4 separate regions of the Mus musculus genome follow, and all the other regions are linked to region 1. Evidence: chromatin contacts called from public Hi-C and promoter capture Hi-C data. All regions are on one chromosome and are shown on one strand. The core of a region is the stretch at or near the end of the contact, and the rest is flanking DNA. Distances in the headings are between cores, read along the strand shown.

Region 1 (3,059 bases), core at 150-2,649:
GGAGGGAAGTCATCCCCTTTAGCACAGACAGGAGGATTTTTACCAAAGGCCACGAGGCTTCTTGCATTGAGCAAATGGTCACCTCAAAGCAACTGCTTTTTTTCTTTATTTTAGCAGCTTTACCTTCTAAGTACAGAGGTTTCTTCCCACTTCCTGTTTGTTCCCTTGTTTGGACAGATGCAAGATTTTGGTCTCAGGACTCAGAGCTTTGTTTTAGATGAAGAGAGGCTTCAGAAATCTCTTGGGTAGGGAATCCTTGTGTTAGGAGACTCTAGCTTTGCCTAAATAATATTTCCAGCTCCACAACTACTCAGACACTTCTAGAACTTGGAAATCTTTGTCACTTCGGATGGCAGGCTCCCACACCCCCAAATCACTTAATTGACTCTTCTTGCCCATGTACGACACTAATGGAAGTTTAGTCCTGCCTTATAGGAAAGCCTGCCACCAGGGCAGGAGGATTCTCTCAGGTTGTAGCTGCTGCTTCCCACAGCAAAAATCTGCACGAAAAAAATTCACCATTCCATCTTCTAGATGAATGTTGCTTTCAAGGTGATCTACAGGAATGGACCCATTTTTTGCTTTGCTACATGGATCCAGATGTTTTGTCTCCTGACAGTTTGCTCTCTAAACAGCATAGTATGCAAACTGACCAGCATATTTGAGTATGCTGAGTAACCTGATTAGCTAAACCAACAGACTTACTTCTAGACAATAGAAAATCGTGGAGTACTGCAGGGATTGCCTTACAAATCTCTCATGAATTTAAAAAAAAATACCTTGAATGTACCGTGTAATAAAGATTATTGGATAAATAAAACTGCCAGTGGCCAAAACCTCTCCTTCTGTAAGATGTGACTTAGGAAAATTAGAATGTCAAGAAATTGTAAAAGTTAGGAATGATAGCTTCTGAGAGAATCTTTGGGTCCAACCAACAGTACTGTGGTGGGGACAAGTCACAACACCAGTGTACAGGTATAATCAGGGATGAGTTTAATGTAGACAAAGTAGAGTCAAATACGTCTTGTCTACATGGACAGAAATATCCTCATAAAAATTATGAATACCATATTTACATATCCATACCATATACACTCAGAGTCTCTCTAGGTTAGGGAGTGAGAGAAAAAACAAAACAAAAAACCCTGCTCGTCCATACACACAAACGTTTTACCGCGTAGTTCTCGCTCCCACTTCATTTGCTAGCGCACCGGAAGGTTTACCTTTCTCTACACTGAGAAGGTGAAGCCGGGCGGAGTCTACCAGCAGCCTCACCCAGCGCCAGTCTACCAGGCGGCCGCCGCCGCTACCCCGCCTTCCCAGCGCCCCAGGTCGCCAAAGCAACGCTTTTAGCCTGAGGCGCGGCGGGGCACGTGACCGGCGCGTCACGTGACCGGTCAGTCGGCGTCCTCTCGCTGGGTGGTGTAGGCTGCGCGCTGACCCAGCGGCCCTGCTGCGTCCGGCCCGGGTCATGCAGGAAGCGGGCCGCGCGTGGAGCTCCGCGCCCACCTGAGCTGCTCGCGCCGAGGTGCGGCGTGGCGGGGCCGCGCGCTCCGGGCCACCAGGGGTGTGGCCGCTGGGAGGCCGCGACAGGTGGGTGCGCGGAGGTCTCGGGCCGGGGAGAGGCCGCGTGCTGCGGGGCGGGGTCCGGTCACCCTATCGGCGGGCGGCCGAAGGTCTCGGGCTCTCTCAGGTGAAGTCCTGCCCGGGCTGGGCTGTGAGGGCGCGCACCGGGCAACCCTCCCTCCCTGCCTCTGCTTCAGTCTCCGCGTCCGTCCGAGATGGAAGTGTGGATTCCTGGTGTCTGAGTGCCTGACGTGGCGTCTGGACGGTGCTGCTCTAGTAGAAGCGCTGGAGGCAAAGCGTAGGTAGGCTGCTTTACATTTTAATCGCCGCCCATTTGCTCGTCTTTAAAAATGTTTTTTTTTTTTTTTTGGACTCCTTCATCTGAGTCAAGTTTTTTTAAATAGGGAATTTATTAGGGGAGGATTATAATGGCTCACGTTCTTCTCACGTATCTTTAACGCAGCTAAACCTCCCTTAAAAAGAAAACACGCTTCTCTGAAAGCCCATTTGAAAAAAAAAAAAAAAAAAAAAACAACAACAAAGGAAGAAAGAAAGCCAGCCCTTTTCTGCTTCTTTGTCTCCCCCACGTAAAGACACACAGTGGTCATACAGCTGTCAAGATTTATTATGAAGTGGTTTTTTTTTTTTTTTTTTGTCGTTTTATGTTTTTGTTAATTTGATGATGTCTCAAGATACGTATGAAGTATGGCCCTTCCCATTATTTTTTTTTTTCTTTATTTTGTTCGATTATATGTTATGCAATTAGAGAAATAATAAATATATAACTTATCTCTTGGAAAAAACAGCAGTATTTCTGATCAGCCCCAGGAGGGACTGCAATCGTGCTTCTATATAGTAGACTTCACATGTACTTGCTTGGTTAGTTACTCAAAATGGGAGTGGAATACTTCATTTAGAATACTCAAATCACGTGCTGTGAAAAAGAATGTATGAACTATACATGGAATGATGTGGACACTTTTTTTTTTAAAAACTAAATGTTGAAAATCTGAAGCAAGAAAATTTTGCATTTTGAGAGATTCAGTGTGTGAGACCCTATGTTCAATAAAATCAAACGAAATATCCTGTTGGATGCAGTGAATGAGGGTATGCAGAGTGTGAAATTACTGAGGAAGTTAAAATAAAGAGCCATGTGTACTTTCCTAACTTCTTGTTTCTGGAGACTTTATTGATAAGAGATGTACTGAACTTTGATGTTAGCAGGGAAAATCGCTGGGCACGGTGGCGCACTGTGATCCTGGCAGTGGGAAGATAGAGGCAGAGAACACATTTTAAAAAGTTTGTCCTTTGTGAGGAGGTGGCTGTTGGTCGTCTAATGTCTGTGACACCCAGGTGAGGTACATTGTCTTTTCCAAGACAACTCCCTCCTTTACCTTCTCTTTAAGTATAGGCAGACGATGAAACTGTGTTGCATGTCTTGGCTACATCCAGGATTGTCAGATGAAACACACGATTCACAATTAAATATGAAT
Region 2 (2,961 bases), core at 412-2,911, 450 kb before region 1:
TCTGGTATATGCAGGATATGCATACCAAAGGGGTCATGACCCACACATTGAGAACCACTACTCTAAGAGGGGTTTGGTTTGGTTTGGTTTTTCAAAAGGAAAGTTTTCCCCCAGTCATAGATCTCTAAAAGTCCCTAGGTCAGTGCCACGAGGAGTTTTGGAAAGACTACTGTGGGTGCACCTGATCTTTCCAGGCCTGTTAGAAAAGATAAAAAGGAAGACCTTGTTTAGGAGCCATTCTAGTGTAAAACTAGTATCAAAACCTGTGTGAGGGTCCCAAGCCTCTTGCCACTTAGGGCTGCCACAATAGAGAAGAGTTGTGGGGGATTGGTGGCCTGCTGCTGGCTCTGGAGGCCCATGTTGAAGATGGCCCCTGAGGCGGCTTGTGGTGGATTGGTGGTGGCAGGGTCGGGGAAGAGCCAGCGTTAGATCACCACTGCTGGTGTAGGACGGTTTCCCCAGGAGGGCTGCAAGCACTCTTTCTCTGACCCTCCACGCTGAGCTTGGGATGTCTCCTAGGAGAAACGGCTACAGTGCCTGTCCTTCAGTGGAGTGAAGGAAAGGGAATGGCAGATGGAATCTCTCATCCGCTACATCAAGGTGATCGGTGGCCCTGCTGGAAGAGAAGGTCTGTTGGTAGGCCTGAAAAACGGCCAGGTGAGTCTTCCTGCACTACCATCGAGCTTGCTGTCCGGGCAGGCACGGGTTTCCTGTCTGGGATGATGTGCTATGGGTTGTAGACAGCCTGGCGTTTGCTTTCATAAAGACAGCTCCAGGCCAAATGGCTGTGGCCCTCAGACTCACAGCATGCTCACCCCTGGCAGAGTGGGTGCCATGGCTTTCAAGCTGCACGTAGCAGGGATCAGTGTGCTTAAGGTCACCCCGAAGGTGGGATTTGTTGGAGACACAGCTTTAGTGGATTGCTGGAGAGGCAGGCGGAGATTGTGCACGAGGTCAGAGCCTTATTAGGCAGTGCCTGGATTAATCAGTATTCCTGTCTGGGGCCTAGATGCTGCTAGTCCTTAGGGTGTTACTAGAACCAAAAAGGAAACTGGACTGTTTGGACAAATCGATTAGGAAATCTAGGCTACAAGAAGTTGAACAGATTCTCTGTGTGTTCATCTACATTCTTTGCTTAAAATAAGAAACTTCTATGTGGGCTACATAGAAATTTGAAAGTGAAAATATAACTGCATTAGCCTGAGAGCCAAGCTGTGTGGCAGATGGCTGTGGCTGAAGCTTGTCAGGTCTTTGCTGGGGACGGAAGTTGCGGAGCATGAGCTCAGTAGGAGCTGACAAGCAGCGGCACCCCAGTGCGGGATAGTCTGCAGCTTCCTCAGTCAGCTGTCAGGTCTCATGGGAGGCTGAGAGCATGGCTTTGGGGTCAGGTTAACCTGGGACCACATTCCTTCTCACGCGCTGTATGGCCCTGGGCAGATAGATGAGTTTGCCTCTCTGAAGCTCAAGTTGTCCAAATAAGGACAATACTGTTTCTTCCCAGGGCTGTCAGAAACAGGGATGTCAGTGAATGGCAGCTGTCACCATCAGCACCGTCATTATTACTTTATACCAGATGTCTCCCCTGTGTTTACAGTAGCCCTTCCTGTGTTAGTGTATGACTCCTCTACCCTGCAGTTTAAGCAGTATCATTAAAAATGTCTCTAGTTCACACAGACATTAGTCAGTTTGGCATGTCTCAGGCCTGTTGTTGCTTCAGTGACCTCCTATGAACCATGCTTTTGGACTCTTAAGGATGGTTACCCCCCCCCCTTTATTTAATGAGTCTTTTCTCTGCACACAGCTTCTGGAGGAGTTAGTGGGTGTTGTTCTTGTAGAACACATGGGATGCCAAGAGTCTGGCAGTGGTCCAGGGTCTGGTTGCCGTGGTAACTCACACTTATTTCTCTGAAATTTCGCCAGATCCTGAAGATCTTTGTGGACAATCTTTTTGCTATTGTCCTGCTGAAGCAGGCCACAGCCGTGCGCTGCCTGGACATGAGTGCCTCCCGGAACAAGCTGGCTGTGGTGGATGAGAATGACACGTGCCTGGTGTACGACATCCACACGAAGGAACTGCTTTTCCAGGTGGAGTCCTGGATGGAGACACAGTCCTCAGAACAGGGAGCAGTCTTGAGTCTCCCAGTTGTGCAAGCCCTGTCTGGGAGGAAGAACAAGGGCCTGGGACCCAGCACAGGAATAGATTCTGAAAAGCCCCAGGGACAGGGTAGCTGGGCCAGCCTCTTGCACTGGTTTCCTTCTCAGGAAGATGGGCAAGTAACCTCAGTTTCACATAGCCATAGCAGTACTTGAGTGGACAGTGACAAGTCTGATGGCTATGTTAATGTGTGGTGGTGACTTTTTTGATAAAGTCTGTGAGTCCCTTACCCAGGACTGCTAGTTGCTACCAGTGGCCTAAGGCACACACATGTAGAAGCTCACCTAAGCTTACTCCACAGAACACTATAGCACAATAGCTGCATGGATCACTGGGAGTGGGCATTGTTTCCACAGTCTTTGGTCCTGTGGCTGAAAGAAGTGTGTCACTGAGCAGTCCAAAGACTGTGCCCATCACCTGGCTGGCTTTCTGCCACACTAGGGCTGTTCTTGGCTTCTTTGGGGCATTGTGAGAGGTCAGAGCTAATTAATGTGAAGTGAGGACCCCCTGAGATTGGAGCCTTTGTTCTCTGGCTTCTCCTGCACGGTTTCCCGACATCATAGATAGACATGGGTCCTCTTCCAAGGCCCTCCTTGTCCTTGGCAACAGAACCAGCAGGGTAGAAGTGTCTGGCTTTCCTCAGTCAGTTGGACGGGGCTACATGTCTACCAGTAGCCCAAAACGACTTCAGTTATTATCACATCATGGCACAGAGGAAGCAGAGGGTTTAGGGAAAAGAACCTGCATTCACAGACCCCTGTGAGTCTCAATCTGGCTAACATGAAACTACCTTTTCCTTCCTTCCT
Region 3 (3,014 bases), core at 480-2,979, 310 kb after region 1:
GCATGGTGGTGAAGGGTGTGCTAAGTGAGGTCTGAAGACTCACATACTTAATGGCTACTTAAACGTACAGCACAGGGGATTGCAGTGGGCCTGGTGCTGCCCCGTGGATCTCTAAGATTCATTCATCTGGAAGAACTGGGGTCCCTACTTCTCTTTCTTCCCTACCACTCTTGATAGCCATCTTCCTTCTTTCTGCCTCTATGCATTTGAGTTATTTTGGATTCCACACTACACTTAAGTGAAATCATGCCCCACCCACTGCCCCATGGAGTCTCCTCTCTCTTCATTGTCCTGGAAAGCCCCCGTGAAAACAGGGATGTCATGAGAACCTTCACGTGGGGATGGCCTCACCCCCACTCACAGTGTGGATCTCATGGTCGGCTAACAGTCATGCCTAGTTTCAAACACCTCACTGACCACAGAGAGAAGAGTCTAAGGCTATCAAAACCACACACAGCTTCCTGATACGGCCTCACAGTGTTTGCCTAAACAGTCAGGCAAAAGGCTGGAGTCCTGTGGAATCATTCAGGTGTAAGTTGGGAATTGTCACCTGACTTAAGCATTGTTCAGTATCTCCAATGTCCCCATGCCTTTACCCATGACTCTAATGCTACACTTGGAATGCATAGACACAAGACCAGCAGCTCACCATGCTGCAGGAGGCTAGTGTCTGTCCAGCCCTCATGTATCAGACCTGAACGTACTGTTCCCTCTGTAACTCCTCTTCCTCCCGCTTCTGAGGGTAGGTGAGCAGAGGCGCTGAGGCCTGAGAAACGCAAAGCCGGTTCCTTCCCAGGGCTGTCCATCTTGCCTTCAGCTGCCACTGTGTTGGTATCACCCTTGGAGTCCCCTGGTTTCTCACAGCTGCTGTCATTTGCCCGAGCATGGCATCTGGCAGAAGCCACACTACAGCTCCTTACTCAAACCTATAGTGCCTTGCCCTTGCTTTGGTATCATCTGGCCCACCTGACCTGGACCACCCCCTCTTCTGCTGCTCCACAGCCCTTCGGCGCTCTATTTTGCAGCCATCCTGAGTGCTGAGTCACTGCGCCTGCCCACTGATGACTCCATAATCCTTCTCACTGGGAAACAGGCATCATACGTGGTGATTTGTCCACAGTATTTGCTATGCCATTAGCAGTCACTGGCACATGCCTGGCCAACAACGGGCAAGCAAATTTCTCCTTGAAAGTATCTGAGATGTTATGAGAGAAGTCAGACAGACTGTCAAGCTGCCCCGGCACTTGTGTAAGGTGATGTCCCTCACCCTGCAAGCCTCATGTGTTATCATGATCATAAGTGTAGGCCTGGAACTCAGCAAAACTTAGCACAAGGCTGGCGTGTCACAGGATCACAGGTCCTGGGGTAATCCATAGTAGAAAATACTGTGCTATACCAGACAGGGGTGGAAGCCCATGGGGGTCCTATGGAGGTCCCAGGTTCCAGCAGTCCCCAGGTCCCAGGAACCCCCAGGCTGGCTTTGCTCTCTACCCATAGTAAAGCTGTCTAAGTCAGGTGAGGTGGCTGCCCCACACCTCACCCTACAGTGTAAATATTTCCCAACCTCCTGCAGGCACATACACAAATTCCAGGCTGGCAGCTGGGCCAAGCCCCACCCTCTGTGCTTTCCCCTGAGAACCTTCCAAAGTGCTGTTATTTTGAGCTTTTCCTGACAATGATTGATGACCGGAGGAACCGTGTAAAAGCAGCAGTGTGTGTTGGGTTTGCCAGACCGCACAGGGGAAGAAACCACAGCACATCGTCCTGACTGTCCTCTTCCCAGGGACCAAGAGCTAGAGACCCGGCTGTGACTGCCCGCCTCTGGGGCTTCCTTTAGAGGAGACAGTCTTTACCCATCTAGACTCCTGCCACCCTGACTGCTGACTTACAGGTAAGAAGAGCAGCCACCCTTTGGCTTGACACTTTTAAAACACGGGGCTAGTTTATCTCTGAGAGCATCTCTCATCCCGAGCTTTCACGGCCTGACTACTGGATAGAGAGCAGGGGGGTGGGTACCACCGACCACTATGATAATAAGGTGTTTATACAAGGCCTTTGTGTTTACAGGAGAGCTGTGATGTCAAAGCTATGTCTCCGTGAATTTCCCCATATATCCCTGCCAGTGGGATGTTTATAACCCTATTTTTCAGACAAGTAATTAGAGGTTTAGAGAGGTGACATTGCCAGTCTCTAAGTCATTAAGTGGCAGAGACGAGTTTAAAACCTAGGTGTTCTCTGACCCCACATTAATACCCCCCCCCCCGTTTTCTTACCTGTTCGTTCTTCATTTTAAAATTTTTAATTAATTTATTTTATTTTATATGCATGGATATTTTGCCTACACTAATGTATGTGTGCTACACACATGCCAGTCAGACCCCTGGAACTTGATTTATAGATGGCTAGAGCCACTATGTGTGTGCTAAGAACTGAACTCAGGCTCTCTGCAAGAATAAGTACCCTTACCACTGAGCCCCGACTATCTGGCTATTCTTAAACAACACTAATGATGAAGCCTTAGTGAGCTGGGTACTTTGGTGGTAGCTGGAAGGATGAGTGCGGGTGGGGGCAGGGGGGTGAGCCTTGGTCTCAGATCTGCAGGTTTCTTATTGTTTTCTGGGTACCCGAGCCCCGTGTAGCATCTCCGATGAGGGAGAGGAAGTAGGAGGGTGTCAGGGTGGCATGGCGGGCTCGCCACTGGTTTCCTCTTGGCTAACAGGTTGCTTTTGCTTTATTAGCAGCTATGAGGTCCCGGCTTCTGCTGCCCGTGCCCCATTTGCCAACGATTCGGGAAATGTCAGAAGAGCTGTCACATGGGGCAGCTGGGCAGGAACCCCCAGCGTCCCCCAGCCTGGATGACTACGTCAGGTGTATCTGTCAGCTGGCACAGCCCACCTCAGTGCTGGACAAGGTCACAGCCCAGAGCCGTCCCAACAGACCCTCCCGGCCAGCCTGGACTCGAGAGAAGAGGCGCCAGGCCGAGTCTCCAGGAGACAGCTCTCTTTGCGTCAGCA
Region 4 (2,845 bases), core at 329-2,828, 500 kb before region 1:
TTCTTGCTTCTGTCTTTTGAGTGCTGGGATTAAAGGCTAACAACCAGTGCCTAGTGGCTTTGAGGTTTTAAAAGCCCCCATCAGGTGTTCTCTCTCTCAGCTTGTGTATCAGGGTATGGATCTCAGCTACTTTTCCATACCTGTCTGCTACCATACTCCCTGCCATGATGATAATGAACTAAGCCTCTGGAACTATAAGCAAGACCCCCAATTAAATGTTTTCTTTCATAAGAGTTGCCTTGAAGCCTTGTCTCTCTTCTCGGCAAAGAACAGTGATTAGCCTATCAGGTGTTATCCCAGCCACCCTCTTGCAGACAGGTGGCCTGCTTACCACCCACTCACTTTTCACACCACTTCTTTCTAGTGCTCTTCAGGACTATGACCAAGCAGTGACAGGCTGAGGCTACCATCCTGTCATTAGAAGAGATGGTGGAGTTGGAAGAGAAAGCGCTGAATTTCCACTCCTGCATGCACAGGTACACTTTCTGATGTCACTGGCTGACTTTGCTTCTGTTTGTACATTCCCAGAACGTCACTGTGGGCCTCGAATGCTGGATAAGACCCCATTTACTGACCCTTGTGTGTCTCCCAGGAGCACCTGCCTTAGAGCCCTCACTTCGCCTCAGAAAACACACTTGTTCTCCTTCCCTGACTCACACCTCAGCTGCTGCCTTCCTTTCTGGCCGTCATCCTGGGCTCATCCTGTTGTCCTGGTCACTCCTCTAAGTGTCAACACTCTACACCAGGCAGCTTCTCCCACTCACCTCCGTGCTGAGCACCCCCATCCCAGCACAACCATGCCATCTTAGTTGTTCTGAAAACATCTCACTTCTATAGTTTACAGGGTCTTAGGTGTCCACGACTAAGATTAAACGTGTCCCCTGGTTCCAGTCTCATCTAACCAGGTCCTGCAGACACTTTCCATCTCCATGAAGAGCACTGTCACTTACCAGCGTCTGTGATCGTCAAGCCGAAAGTCACACGACTTTTTCTCTCCTCGGCTTTCTGGGCCTCCCATAACCTGGATGATTTCTTTTGCTTCCCACTATGTTTGGCCAGGGTTTCTGCCACATTCTGACTGTGTGCTTTGGAAAGGTGGCTAGAGAGACCAGCATCCCACTGCGAAGCATTAGATGGGTGGGGAGGAGGTTTTCGGAGAGCATGGGTCTTCTGGCATCCAACTCTTCTTGTTTGTTTGTACCCTCCACCTCTCAAATTGCAAACCTTTGCCAAGCACTTGTTTGGGGGCAGACAGCTGACTGTCTCCTCTCCAGGTCTCTTTTTCAATATAGAACGCATTGTTGCCCAACTGAGAAAAATGCAGGTTCCCAGGCGCAAGAGCCTGGCTTTGATTCCAAGTCACGTGACTCAGCCGGGTTCTCTAGCTAGGTCCGGTCCGGGCATAGGAATCCAGGCCGTTTGTGACCTTCTGGAACTCCCTATCCCACAATGGAGACGGCACAATGAGGCTTCTAGCCTATCCTGGAGCTCTCCAACAGCTCTGCCGCCCGGAGCCGGAGGATTCCTGTAGATGGCGTTATGAAGTACGCCCCCAGTTTAGCCGTTTGGTGGAAATAAGCTTCAGGTTTTGCAAAAGGCTGCTCAACCTGCTGAGAGTAAGCCTCTGTTGTCATGACTATAGATGCCCTACACCGATTGGCTGAGCGCTTCCACTTGCAAGAAGGAGGCGGGAGAACCTTTCTTCCCTTCCACCTCCCAAACCCGGAAGTCAGGAGCTTCGGCGATTTGCTTAGCTCTGGCTGGTGCCTCCTTTGGGAAATCATACATATGTCCCAGTCTTCCCATGGCCCCCTATTCTGAAGAAAAAAAAAAATGTCCTATTTTCTTGTAAGCTGCAGGTCCTTCACAGATCTTATCTTCAGGCTTCACTTTTCTCATTTAAAAAAAGTATCATAACTCTACCCTGGGTTCTGAGAATCCTAGTCAGTCAAGGTCAAATAAAAGACAGGTATTTGGTGCTATGACTGGGTGTTATGGTCTGGAATCAACAGTTTTGGTGGCAACCACTTGTATCCCAGCGCGGGAAGATAGACGTTAAGTTTGAGGCCAGCTTGTGTTACATAAGTCCCAGGCCAGCCAGAGCCACTCAATGAGAGCCTATCTTTAATCAAAGCCAGAAACAGGTTAGAACCAGTCCTAATAATAAACCTTTGAAATCTCCACTAATAGGTGAACTATGGGGTGTGCATGGAAAGATACATGACCCACACTACATGGAGGAGTCTAGTAAACGGAAGAATCCAGACTCAGGCTCAGGCCTTACACCTGTTTCTTCGAGACAGGGTTTCTCTGTATAGCCCTGGCTGTCCTGGAACTCACTTTGTAGACCAGGCTGGACTCGAACTCAGAAATCCATCTGCCTCTGCCTCCCAAGTGCTGGGATTAAAGGCATGTGCCACCACGCCAGGCTCAGAAATGTCTTTGAGTTAGCTAGTGTTAGTGGCTGTAAATGTGTTAAACACAAAACAAAACCATTTAATTAAACACTTACAAAAATGTGGTCTGGCCAGGTATGGTAGTACACAGGAGGAGCTCTGTGAATTGGTGGCCAGTCTGGTCTACATAGAAAAATCCTGTCTCCAAAAAAAAAAAAAAAAAAGAAAAAAAGAAAAAGTTTTGTACTGCTGGGCACTGAGCTCTAAGCCTTGGGCATGCCAGGAAAACTCAACTGCTGAACTACCCACCTGATTCTAACATTTTAAACTGTAGGTCACAAAATAAAGATCAACATTTGAACAAGTTCTCTGTGCTGGGGACCATCTTCACTAGATTTAGCATCCTCCTGACTCCCCACAACCCGAGGCACTCGCTTCTACTGGCCCTT

What was found. Promoter capture Hi-C pulls out the DNA fragments that hold promoters and counts their contacts. Hi-C and Micro-C count contacts between places; a contact is called where the count stands out from the background.
Region 2: a contact with region 1 is called in a Hi-C map of uterus. The contact joins the enhancer-like site here to the promoter of Marchf8 in region 1. A contact is called at or near these places in 2 of 39 promoter capture datasets (neutrophils and pre-B cells) and 1 of 484 Hi-C or Micro-C datasets (uterus).
Region 3: a promoter capture Hi-C map of liver shows a contact between it and region 1, with 2.1 times the contacts expected there. The contact joins the promoter of Depp1 here to the promoter of Marchf8 in region 1. A contact is called at or near these places in 3 of 39 promoter capture datasets (embryonic stem cells and liver), 1 of 115 datasets of contacts at active chromatin or transcription factors (pancreatic cancer cells) and 1 of 9 other capture datasets (adipose tissue).
Region 4: a contact with region 1 is called in a promoter capture Hi-C map of neutrophils, with 2.5 times the contacts expected there. The contact joins the promoter of Efcab12 here to the promoter of Marchf8 in region 1. A contact is called at or near these places in 2 of 39 promoter capture datasets (liver and neutrophils).

What each region holds. Positions count from the first base shown.
Region 1 is chr6:116,336,623-116,339,681 of GRCm38.p6, forward strand. It overlaps Marchf8 (membrane associated ring-CH-type finger 8), which reads left to right and starts at 1,400. Exons shown (of 8, transcript NM_001302383.1): 1 at 1,400-1,593; 2 at 1,764-1,868.
Region 2 is chr6:115,889,945-115,892,905 of GRCm38.p6, forward strand. Ift122 (intraflagellar transport 122) reads left to right here. Exons shown (of 29, transcript NM_001167763.1): 12 at 520-657; 13 at 1,921-2,085. Among named protein-coding and RNA genes, the nearest start is that of Ift122, 38 kb to the left of the region's middle. Within about 2 kb of position 1,662, at least 100 of the 459 cell types and tissues checked have an H3K27ac peak or open chromatin away from gene starts, as enhancers often do. A contact at or near this core is called in uterus, where this site is marked.
Region 3 is chr6:116,648,955-116,651,968 of GRCm38.p6, forward strand. Depp1 (DEPP1 autophagy regulator) reads left to right here and starts at 1,730. Exons shown (of 2, transcript NM_145980.2): 1 at 1,730-1,891; 2 at 2,739-3,014. The coding sequence starts at 2,744. All of the region lies in intron 3 of Rassf4 (Ras association (RalGDS/AF-6) domain family member 4), which reads right to left.
Region 4 is chr6:115,836,834-115,839,678 of GRCm38.p6, forward strand. It overlaps Efcab12 (EF-hand calcium binding domain 12), which reads right to left and starts at 1,579. Exons shown (of 9, transcript NM_001110506.1): 1 at 951-1,579. The coding sequence starts at 1,299.